2 separate regions of the Mus musculus genome follow, and region 2 is linked to region 1. Evidence: chromatin contacts called from public HiChIP or PLAC-seq data. All regions are on one chromosome and are shown on one strand. Each heading gives the region's core, a stretch centred on a gene start, on an enhancer-like site or on the middle of the called end of the contact. The rest is flanking DNA. Distances are from core to core; before and after follow the strand shown. Region 1 has its middle 44 kb from the start of n-TGccc3. Region 2 overlaps Bach2 (BTB and CNC homology, basic leucine zipper transcription factor 2).

Region 1 (6,191 bases), core at 1,278-3,777:
CTAGCAGCACAGCTAAAGTAGGCCTGAACACACGCGAACATCACCACATGTCACCAAAACACCAGGCATCAACCTGGGACTGCCCAGGTGGAGATACAAAAAGCCATACCGCATGGTTCTAGACAGCTCTTCCTTCCTAACCAGCCTGATAAAAGGCTCCTTACCGAAATTCCACAGACTGTGGAGAGATTCCTAACATTACTCAAACCTAAACGTCCTACTCATCTTAGTTTTCTTTTATTTCTTCCCTTAAAAATAAAATTTGGAGCAATCTGAAAACGGGCTGCTTTTCTGCAGGGGTCATTCACCTCTCCTAGACAGTCAAGTCACACTCTACAATGCAAAGGCCAGCAAATATAACCCAACAGGTTTGTATTGAAATTATGATCATTAAAATAATGATCCAAAAACCACATGGCTATAAAACAAATGCTATGGATGCTGGAAACAACTTCTGATAGCTTTTTACAGGATCAGGAATGGGCCCAAACATTAGCTGTGTTTAAATGTCTGAGGTTCTATTCAGTCTGCCCACCATGCTCTGACAGCTTACAAATCAGGTATAGGCTAAGTATGGGGCCACAAAGGGCTAACCAAATCATCTTCTCAAGGCCAGGCTAGTCACCGCCCCACCATGTGCGGCTTTAGTTAAAAGTTCATGGGGAGCAATGTTATCTCTTGGTGCTCCTTCAATTAATTAATCTGGAAAGAGCAAAGAGGAGGGCTACTGTAATGAGTAAGTGAGCCTTCTATGGGAAACAAGGGAACGGGGGATAAACAACTAGGGAAAAACTACTTTTTATTTAAGGAGTGTAGCTTTGTCATCTGAACTGATCATTTCATCCAAAAAGTGAAGAGTTCAAGACAGGAAAAAAGGCACGACCTCATACTTCATATCTGTAGGCTATATTTTGAATCTGTATCTTACTCAAGTTGATGGTTCCCTCCACTGGTTCTCTACCTGTGGGTAGTGACTTCCACACGACCTGCATACCAGATACTTACAGTTCATAACAACGGAACATTACAGTAGCAATGAAATTACTTTACAGTTGGGGGTCACAATAACATGAGAGACTGTCTTAAAGGGGTGCAGTATCAGGCAGGTTGAGAACCACTGCTTTATGTGAAGTGCCTGAGCTGATCAGGTATATGGTCTTATTTGTTGTTGTAGTATATATGATTTATTTTTATCTATATGTCTAAGTCTGCGGGTGCTGCATGTGTATAGGAGCCTGAGGAGGCCAGAAGAAGACACTGGGCTTACAAGCATTTGTGGGTCACCCAACATGGATGCTGGGATCCACACTCAGGGCCTCTGCAAGAGCAGGATTTGCTCTTAAGTGCTGAGCTCATTCTATAGCCCCCATCACAGTATTTTGGATTTGCGATTTCTAAAATTGGGGATGAGTTACTTGCATATCTATCTATCTATCTACCTATATATCCATCCATCCGTCTCTTTATCTTAAAAAAGGGACCTAGTTGAAGCAACAAAAGAAAAACCATTCTTGTTCCATGCATATCTTATACCCACAACCTGAAGATCAATTTTATACAGTATTTCTGGCTTAATTGCATTTTGACTGTAACCTGACACACGGTGTCAAGTACGGAACTTCCCACTGGCAGTACTATGCCAGTTTCAAATTCTGGAATAGTTAAAGGCTCTGGCATAAAGGTGCTCAACCTGTATTTTAGAACTATGTCCTCATTGTTGAACAATAAACAACTACAATCACAAATGTAACAACAACAACAACAATAATAAACCGTGCCACCAAACCCAACATCCTAGAGGGTTTATTATAGGCAGGCAAGAACAATCTAACAGAGTCTAGCTGTGTGCGAAGCCTCCTGTCAGTTCATTATCTTCCATTTACATGTATTTTGCATACATTTTTAGATAACCTAAGGAGCTATTATAGTTCAAGCTCTAAGTAGTCTCCTGAGGATTTATATAACATAGACTCCATATAACCATCCGAGGTTTCCATTTGAATCCATTAATATGTCAAGACTGTGAAGATGGGGAATTTCAAACTGTTGACTTTTCCAACCTCAGAGGGGCTGACACTCCAGCACCCAGCATGTCCCCTGTATACTTCCCCATATATAGGACAAAGGATTTCTCTAGGATAGTGGGAGATGCAACAATCCACGAGAGGCTTTTTGCACTTTCTTAGGTTTTGTGTTGTTCTATATTTTTCATATGATTTGTGGCCACACAAGGCTTTCCTTCCAAACTGAACTTCATTCTGTCTGCTACAGGCTCTCCATGGTCATGAGGATTTGTTCATGTTATTCAGTGTGGGCAGTTCACGCAGCACCCCAGTCTGGTGAGTCCCTCAGAACCTCACACACGTGCACCGCCCTCAGATGCCGAGGCTCAGCTATGTTTGCCTGGCCTATGCACTTGCCCTGCCGAGAGAGTTCCTCAGAACTTCATCTGCCCACACCATCAATCCACTCCCATTAGCTGGGGTCAGATAATTTGTATACCCAGCCAGCAGATGGCCTTAGAATCACATTGACCCATGTCACCTCCATACTTGGCGACCCAGCTCAGCCTGTGTATCAGCCTAGCCTTGTGATGGCTAACTTCCACTCAACAAAGCCAGACTAGAATCTCATATGAGACAACCAAAAGGAGAAGTCATGTCATATGACCAGGTCATGTCACCAAAACACACACAGTACAATAGGTGGAGACAATATGACCTTGGTCAACCCACTGGTACTAGAGATCTATTTTCTAATGAAAATTATTTAGATAACTAAAGAAAATCAATCTGAAATGAGGATAGAATTGAAAAACAATAACTCAAGTAGAAAATCTGGGGGGAAGCCTCGTCAGTAGACTGGATCAAGTAGGGTCAGACTATCATGTCTTGAAAATAGAGGAAACACTCGAAAAAAATTTAATCATTCTGGAAACATGGGACACCATGAAAAAATCCATAAATTATGGATACAGAAGAAGGAGGCTCCCAGGGCAATGGCAGAAACTCTATCTTCAGATCCACAGAAGAAAACTGCCCCAGTTGAGGAAAGACACATCTGTACAGACACAAGAAGCACATAAGGCATGTAACAGATAGGACCAAAAACGCAGCCTCTCCCAGCCTCCCACAGCAGGAGAGCACAGAATATCCAGAAAGAAGAGAGGCCACTTAAAGCTGCAAGGGAAAAGCATACAGCACATATACAGGAAAACCCGTCAGCATAGCAGCTGACTTCTCAATGAAAACTAAAGGCCAGAAGATCCCGGAGCTCTAAATGATCACACACACCAACCCCAAAGACTTTATCCAGAAAAACGATCTGCTATAATAAAAGATGAAAGAAAAACTTCCCATGGTATAAATAGGCTAGAAGGATCCATGTTCACCAAGCCACCCCTACAGAGAATACTGAAGGTACTGCGTCAGACTGGAGAGGAATAAGTATAGCCAAGAGTCCACAGAAAGTAAACAAGTCCATGATTAAAGAAACACAAAATAGGACTGAGAACACAAATGAAAAGAATAACATCAATCGAGGTGCACTTTCCATTAATACCTTTAATCCCACATCAAAAGGCACAGTTTAGCTGAATGAATCAAGAAATAAAATCCAACTTTTGGTGTCTGTAAAAAAGTCATTGAGGGCTGGAGAGACGATTCAGCCCAGCTCACTACCAAAGCATCTAGAAACTCACCTTAGAGCGAAAGGGTAAGAAAAAGGATTCAAGCAAACAGAACCAGGAAACAAACAGGCATTTCTATCCTATTAGTTGACAAAACAGATTCCAAACTAAACTTACCAGAAGAGAGAAAGGATACGTCATTGTAATGAAGGGAACAGTTAACCATGAAGACATTGCACACTAGACATACATGCACAATCGCCCATGCATCCAATCTCATAAAAAGTTGTACCACTAGATTTCATGATGCAAACTCGCCCCATCTCAGCACTAGTAGGTGATTTCAATACCCCACTTTCCGTAGTGCACAGGCTGTCTGGACAAAAATAAATAAATAAAGAAATAAAGAAATAAATAAATAAAGAAATAAACAACAGAATTAAATGACATTGTATATCAAATGGACCTAACAGATTATCTAGAGACCACTCCAACCCAACACTATGAAATGTACGTTTGATTATTCACTCCATGGAGTCGCTCTAGACCACATTCAGGGACACAAAACAAAGAAAGAAACAGTGAAATACTTCTTTGTATCCTATTTGGCCACAATGAAATAAAACTTAAAATCAACAGAAGGGAATCTCTAGCAATTACACAAACTCATGGATCTTAAATGATGACACACGACTGAATAATGAATAGGTCAAAGAAGAAGTAAAAAAAAAAAAAAAGTAAAAATTTCTGCAGAATTAAATAAAATTAAAAGCAAAACACAACAAAACCCCTGGAGCATGTTAAAAGCCGTTGTATGAGGGAAATTTATAGCTCTAAGTGCCTACATTAAAAAAAAAAAATCAGAAAGAGCACAAATAAATGATTTAATGATGCAACTCAAGAATTTAGAAAAACAAGAAGAAAACAACCCCAAACCCAGTAGACAGCAAGAAATAATAGAAATCAGAGAAGAGATGAGTTAAATAGAAACAAAGAGAACAATACAGAGACTCAATGGATGTAAGAGCTGGCCCTCTGAACAAGTAAAGAGGATCAACAGGCCATTAGGCCAATTAAACGACAGAAAGAAATGAGGAGACCCAACTTAAACAGAGTCTGAGATAAACAGGAGAAAATTTCAAGAGATACCAAAGAAATTCAGAATATTAGAAGGGCTTTTTTAAAAAATAAAACAAAAACAAACTTATACCCCACTAAGTTGGAAAACCTAAAAGAAATTGATAACTTTTTAAATTTGTTCAAACCACCAAAGTTAAACTAAGAAAAGGTCAACGACTTCCACAGGCCCATAACAAGGTTACTGAAACAGTAATAACATCCTCTTCCTTCTCCTCGAGGTCTTGACGGTGATGGAGATAGTGATGGAGATAGTGAACCAGCCCAGGCCCAGATGGAGCCACAGAGAACTCTACCAAACTTTCAAAGAAAATCTACATCCAATTCTTCTTAAAGACTTTTCTTAAAATTATTATTTTCAAATAACCGAACAAAACGGAAGGAGCACTCCTGGCTTCCTATGAAGCAGGTATTACTCTAGACTCCCAAAACCTCAGCAAAGACACAACAAAAGAAACTGGAGGCCATCATCCTTAAAGAAACACAGATGTGCAGATTCTCAATAAAAATGCTTGCAACTTAAATACAGAGATACGGCAAATAGATCATCCACCAGGAACAAGTGGGCTTCATCCCAGAGATAAGGGAAGGGTTCAACATACATAAGTCAATCAATGCAGTAAATCACATGAATGGCCTCAGTGACAAAAACTGCATGACCAACTTAACAGATAAAGGAAAGCCCTTTAACTAAATTCAAAATGCTTCTATAATCAAAGTCCTGGAGAGAAAAGGACTGGAAGGTGCACAGTATAATATAACAAAGGCTACACAGGACATAACCACAGCCAGTATACTGTCCTAAGTCAGTGGCTCTCACCCTAACACTGCAATCCTTTCCTCATGATGTGGTCACCCCTTCCAACCATAAAATTATTTCATTGCTACTTCATAATTACAATTTTGATAATCATAAATCATAACATAAATATCTGACATGTAAGATATCTGATATGCAACCCACAATGGGATCACAACCCACAGATTGAGAAACACTATCCTAAATGGAGAAAAACTCAAAGAAATCCCACTCAAATCAGGAATGAGGCTACCCCCCACCCCCACTCCTTTTCCAAACTGTGTCTGAAGCCCTAGCTAGAACAGTAAGGCCAGAGAAGTAAATTCAAGGGATAAAAGTAGAAAAGGAACAAGTCAACTTACCCTATTCAGAGGTGACCTGTTACCATAAGGGACCCCAAGACTTCCACCAGAAAAGGTCTAGAAATGACCAACACTTTCAGCAGTGTGGCAGGATACAAAAGCAACTGTTTGGTTTCCGATCCCATAATAAAACACTGATCAAAACCCATCTCTGTGGGAACTCAGGGAAAGAACCTCAATCAGCGGCAGATGCAGGAACTATGGGGGAAAGATGGCCCCTTCTCTTATGCAATCCAGGTCCACCAGCCGCGAGCTGGCACTGCCC
Region 2 (6,191 bases), core at 2,737-5,236, 210 kb before region 1:
TTGAAAAATGATGATGATGATATAATCCAGAAATTTTTACTTCAGAGCATGGCAATAGATGCTTCTTTCACAAAGACTCAAGATCAAACTTCTTACCTAAAAGTTAGGTTAACTGTTGACTCCTCAAGGGTTTTGATCAATACCACTTAAACCTTTTCCACTTGACATGCTAGAATTTTGGTGTGTGTGTGTGTATTTGTTCATGAGCACAATAGCTCCCATGGGGTCTGCACATGCAGGTGTCCACCAGCATCAGCCTGCCTGAGATAGTGTCATTCTTGGTTCTGGGGAGAAGGGTGTGTGAAGGAGAATAAAGCAACCCTAATAATGTTAATTGTTCTCAGAACTGGACTTTTTTTTTCCTCCCCTCAAAATTAAAACTCTTTTTCTTTTGGATTTAATGAAGTATTGCTAACTGAAGCCAGTTTGACTTGTGAGAGAGGTTAGACTGACGGAAGGTGTGCAGCCTGATTTACAACCAAACCCTGAACCCTTTTGAAGAACAATAAAACATATTTTACATGCAAAAAAAAAATACTCATTGCTCAAGTTTGGCTAGAAGCAAAATATCTGAATTTATTTTTTAAGAGAGGTTTTAAACATTTGTTTATTGTGTGTGTGCATGTGTGCGAGAGAATGTGCCATTGCTTACAGTGGAGGTCAGAGGACAACTAACAGGTGCCAGTCCTCTCCAGGGTGGCCAAGGGAAGCACCCTGACCTCCCCACTCCAGCCATCTCAGCGGCACTCAATTTATTAGTTATGATTTCTCTAGTACTTTACAAGCAAAACGTACCACACTGCTAACAGTACAGTGTAAACTATGCTCTGCTATAAGTGGTGTTTTTTTCAGAATCTAATTACAAAAAGTTTTTGTGAGGAAAACACATTAGTTCTTTGGCATTCAAATAAAAACGAAGTATTTGTAAAGTTGTTTATCTACAATCTGTGAAATCCGAAGAATAACATTATAACTGACACAATTCATACAAAACAGTCCTAAGACATGGAATAAAGTCAAGGTCTCTTGGTGTCTAGCTCTAGAAAATTGCTAGTAAATTCTTTATTACTGAGTTAAAGAACGCAAGTTCTTTTTTTTTTTTTAAACTGCCTTTCTTTGAAAAAGATTTATTTTATTTTAAATTATGTATATGTGTGTATTCCTGCATATGGTATCCTGGCTACTTTTATGTCAACTTGATACAAGCTAGAGTTATCTGAAAGGAGGGAAGGTCAATTGAGAAAATGCCTCCATAAGATCCAGATGTAGGGCATTTCCTTTAGTAATTGATGGGGGAGGGTCCAGCCTATTGTGGTGGTGCCATCCCTGTGCTGGTGACTCTGGGTTCTGTAAGAAAGCAGGCCGAGCAAGCCACAGCCAGCCAGCCAGTAAGCAGCACCCCTCCATGGTCCTGTCTCCAGGTACCTGTCCTGTTTGAGTTCATATCCTAACTTCCTTTGAAGATGGACTACAGCGTGAAAGTGTAAACTAAATGATCCTTTTCCTCCCCAACTTGCTTTTTGGTCTTGGTGGTTTTGTTGCATCAATTGAAACCCTAACTAAGACATTTGCACACAAATGCAGGTACCCACAGAGAACAGGAAAGGGGCATTGGAACTCCTGGAGTTAGAGTAACATGCAGTTATGCACCACTGTCATGGGTGCTGGGAATCAAACTCAGGTCCTCTCTTAAGAGCAGCAAGTGTTCTTAGCTGCTGAGCCTCTCTATTGTCTTCTAATTAGCCTCCACTTCCTTGGAATGTTTCCAGAATTTTTGTGTCTACCATACAGTCTCAATCCTGACTTCTCCACTCTCAAATTATTACCTCTGGTCCTATCACATTTGATTTTTCTATTAGTCTACACAATGTATTGAGTTAAAAAAATGTAACAGTTCATATGTACCAGGCAACACTGAAAACCTGGTTGAGCAACTAATGTTCTAAAAAAATAGATGGCTGACACACTAACGTCATCAGAAGAAGGGATTAATAAAGTGTGCCATTTTTCAAATATTCTTATGGGCAATCTATTATCATTGTAACTGTACTGAGACAGAGTTTTGCTTTGAAGAACACAAGGCCATAAATGAAGTGAAATATGGAAGGGTTGATAGCCCAGAGAGCAATGAAACTGAGGTGCGGCGGAGAGAGCAGTGGCCTCTGCTTCGGCTGTGGCACTGACCCGCTCTGTGGATGTGGACAAACTGCTGCTTCACTTTGTATCTGAATCCAGGATCACAAAATGTGAAGCAAGGACCACAAGTCCAGCTGGGATCTCACAGCTCTAAAACCCTCAGGAGGCTGTGAGGGAAATTGACCCAAGTGATTTAGAGGGTGGGTTGTTACCTTCTAGTTGACAGAAATTATCTTAATTAGGCCCTTTGAAGACAATTTATGAGTGCAGTTTAATTGTCGCAGAAGTTGCATCAAATAAAAAGTTGTCTCTGAAGAGGTGGTTCTAAGAAATGAAGTAGACAATGTACAAAGGTTTCTCTAGGGTTGGGGGAGAAAGCAGGATTCCAGTCTCCTGCTCTGCAGAGCCCAAATTAGGAACTCCTGTCAGGATGCACCCCGATATTCCTTGATAGGGCAGTAACTTTCTTGAACTAAGTTCCTTGTAGGACATGGGGACCCAAGTGTGAAGGGCTTCTGGGAGCAACATGGAGAAGTCACGCTGTTGGTGGCTTCACCTTAACCTGGAGGGTCCGTTCTGGGAACATCGCCTGAGCAAGCAAATATGAACTGCAGATATGTCACCAGGGAAATTCAGCTGAGATTCCACTGAGACCTGACTGAGGTCCTAACCACTTTGGAGAGGAGGACAAGAATCATGTCCCACGAGGAAGTTAATAGTTGGCAAAACAAGGCAGAGACTGGATTACCATATTCCAGGATTCAGGCAAGGCTGCAGAGCTCCCAGACAGCTGGGGAATAAGGGAGAGTCTCGAGGACCCAGCCTTTTCCTAAGAGAACTGGCTTTTGAAAAGAGAGGATAGGGCCATATATGGAGTCTCAGTTGGCCAAGAATGTTATAAAAGTCACATTCGCAAGGATATCTGCTCTTCTGGCTAAGCCATCAATTAAGATTTGAAGACATTTAAACAATATTAATTCTGTTCAGCAAACAGTAGAAACTGAAATCTATTTTGGGTGGTGCTGGGGAATGAACCCAGGGTCTTCCACATGGTAGGTGTCTTAGTCATTGCTGCGATAAAACACCGAGAAGAAAGCAGCTCAAGGAAGAAAGGGCTTATCTCAATTGTATTTCCACATCAGTTTATCACTGAGAAAAGGTCAGGACAGGAACCTAGAAGCAGGAGCTGATGCAGAGGCCATGGAGGGGTGGTACTTACTGGCTTGGTCCTTATGGCTTGCTCAGCCTGCTTTATTATAGCACCTGGGATCACCCATTCAGGGGTCTCTCTACCCATGAAGGATGGGCCTATCCACATCTCATCAATGAAGAAAATGCCTCACAGGCTCGCTCACAGGGCAGTCTGATGGGGACATTTTCTCAATTGAGGTATTTTCTTCCAAAAGGACTGTAGCCTGTGTCAGGCTGACATAAAAGCTAACCCGCACACAAGGCAAACCCTGAAATCCATTATTAGGAAACGATTGCTAGACCTTTATTTAGTGACTTTTCTGGATGCTGTTACCTGATTCTTGGATAGTTCTTTCTGCTGTAGTTGTCCAATTGGCTTTCTCTTGTTCTTTACATGTCTGACTGTATCCACCCCTCCCCGGGTCTCTTCAAGCACAATGGCACCCTATTCCTGCAGCCCTTTCATCCGGCCTCATCACGTGTGTTCTGTGAACTCTCATCTGCCTTCGGCTCTTCCTCCCTTGCAGGAGCGAGCACCCTGCTTTCTATTTCTCCTTCGTTCGTTCCTAATGTTAATTAAGCAACGCTTGCCACCTAATGCAACAAAGCAGCAGGGATCACAGGATCTAAGAATGAAACACTTCACAGTGCGCGCGCGGAGCAGGGATCCCAGAATAGCACGCAGGAGTCTGACAGCCAGGCTTTACCCTAAGCAGTAGACAATGTGTTAAAGTATGTAGACATTAGCTGAAGTCAGATTGTGAGGGAGCTTTCCAAAGGCTCTGGTTTGGGTTTTGGCTGATCTCATTCTTCTTGCATGCCAAAAACCCCAGCTGCACATGTGCACAACACACACACCCCAATCATTTCCTCATATGGTTCGGCAGGAGAAGCTAATTACTACTATATTATCATAGCATGCTCATCCCCTCAAAAGCAGCTACGGAGGCCACACTCTTCTCAGTCAAGCATGCCGTATTAATGAATGCAGACTCACTTGTGAGCTCACCCGCTCTTCATTCATTACTGAATCATATTCAGATAGTGAAGTGTCTAACAGTTCCTCTGTTAAAAGTATAATTCACAAAGTTAAAAAATCCACAGTGGGGAATCAGAAAAGCGGCAATTCACAAAAAAAGTAGAATGTTAAATTTTACAGACAACCTGTCATGTCTAGAATGCTTGGGATGAAAAAAAATTAATATGCCTTGCGGGTGAAGAAAAGGAGTAAATTATAAACCACTTCACTCGGTGCGCCCCACACCGCTCCCAGAAACAGTGCATTAAGTAAACACTTCTGTGAATCAGATGCTAAATTATTTAGTAATTGCCGAGTGAATTTCTGCTCTTATCAAGCATTTAAAAAGTTATTTACTATAAATTCGTAAGAGTTAGTTTTTAGAGGAGGAAGTTAGCATGTCTATAGAGACTCGTGAGTGCAGAGAGCTATTCAAACGGAGTCAGAGTCGGTGTTAGTGTGGTCTGCAAACTCTTTCTAAGCACATCAAACTTCTCACTGAAAGTAGAAAGCTTCAGTCTTTCCTAATGCAAACATTGAGTGCTTAATGTCCCTAGTGCCTTAGAGAGCTAGAGGGAGGGCCTGGCGTGGATCAGCTAAAAGGTTTCTCTGATTTACTTCCTCAAAGCCCCCATCTGTCTGCCTCCTGCTTAGCGCCAAGGGAACTGAAATTTAAGGGCACTGCTAAGACTGGAGCTATTGCAATTGTATCATCAAGTCCTTCAGAGTTCTCAAAGGTTTCCTAGTTCAGTATAAAAGTCCATTTTCCTTGACCTTTCAGGAGGAACTTGGATTCACTAGCACCTTTGCGACAATGGTTTTTTTTACTTTCACAGTTGAGAAGTACACCCAGATTTGAACACAGAGCAGTCACGAGAAGCTCTGCATCTGTGGTGGTTGTTTCATTTATTCATTTGCACAGATGAAAATTAAAAAAAAAAAAAGATCTAAACTCCAAAGTATCCAATGAGAAAATGGCGACTCATTCTAACTTTTCATATTTAAAATAATCTGAGTGAAGAAGCAGAAGCTGACAAAGACACTGATCTGGAAAATATAATATGATGCTAGGGCAAACTGTAATGAATCTGGCTAAAGATAATAAAGTATTAAAGACAGTCCATAACCACCAGCTTGGAAAGAAGTAGAAAATCTGACAATATTAAATTTAATATTGTTGCTGAAGCAACAGGAGTTCTTGCTTGTTGATGAGACTTGTCTTAGTATCTCTAGAAACAACTTGCATTATCTAGCGAGGTTGAAGGCATGCATGGGTTATCCCCTGCAATTCCATTCTTAGGTTACAGTAGAGATTCTCCCAGGTTCCAAAGTGGAACACTGAATAAGGATATTCACGGCAGCATTATTTATAATAACCCTCTAGTAGAAACAATGCAATGCCTGTCAGTAGCACTGAGGTATACAGTATTTATTTATTTATACATGGAATAACAGCGAATTAGAGCCATATGTAGCATGCAGATTGACGTCACAAACCTAACACTGAATGTCAGTCCACAGAAGCAATGTAAAAATTGCAATATAATATATATATAATTATAATAGACATAAAACATGATACCACAATTCTATTATTGTACTAAAAATGAACAAATCATAAACACCTATGATACACAGTATTACTGAGTAAAGTTATCTGTATTCCCAACTGATTCACATATTGAAGCCCTAGGATCACCAGGACCCCAGCATCTGTCCCACTGTAAGTTATTTTCAGAGATCCCATGCTTTCCTCTCTCACAAAAGCCAATCAGTTTCTGCATCTCCATTTTCTTATTTGTAGCAAGAAGAAACAGGTGAACTCAAAGTATTCCTAGTTAGAATA

Evidence for each region. HiChIP or PLAC-seq counts read pairs in DNA pulled down with a chosen protein or histone mark.
Region 2: a contact with region 1 is called in an H3K4me3 HiChIP or PLAC-seq map of embryonic basal ganglia, with 2.2 times the contacts expected there. The contact joins two enhancer-like sites. A contact is called at or near these places in 1 of 15 datasets of contacts at CTCF or cohesin (the NIH/3T3 cell line) and 1 of 115 datasets of contacts at active chromatin or transcription factors (embryonic basal ganglia).

Annotation. Positions count from the first base shown.
Region 1 is chr4:32,271,412-32,277,602 of GRCm38.p6, reverse strand. It overlaps a transcript of Bach2 not described here. Among named protein-coding and RNA genes, the nearest start is that of n-TGccc3, 44 kb to the right of the region's middle. Within about 2 kb of position 2,527, at least 12 of the 459 cell types and tissues checked have an H3K27ac peak or open chromatin away from gene starts, as enhancers often do. A contact at or near this core is called in embryonic basal ganglia, where this site is marked.
Region 2 is chr4:32,484,801-32,490,991 of GRCm38.p6, reverse strand. The region is part of intron 1 of Bach2 (BTB and CNC homology, basic leucine zipper transcription factor 2); the gene reads right to left. Among named protein-coding and RNA genes, the nearest start is that of Bach2, 70 kb to the right of the region's middle. Within about 2 kb of position 3,986, at least 54 of the 459 cell types and tissues checked have an H3K27ac peak or open chromatin away from gene starts, as enhancers often do. A contact at or near this core is called in embryonic basal ganglia, where this site is marked.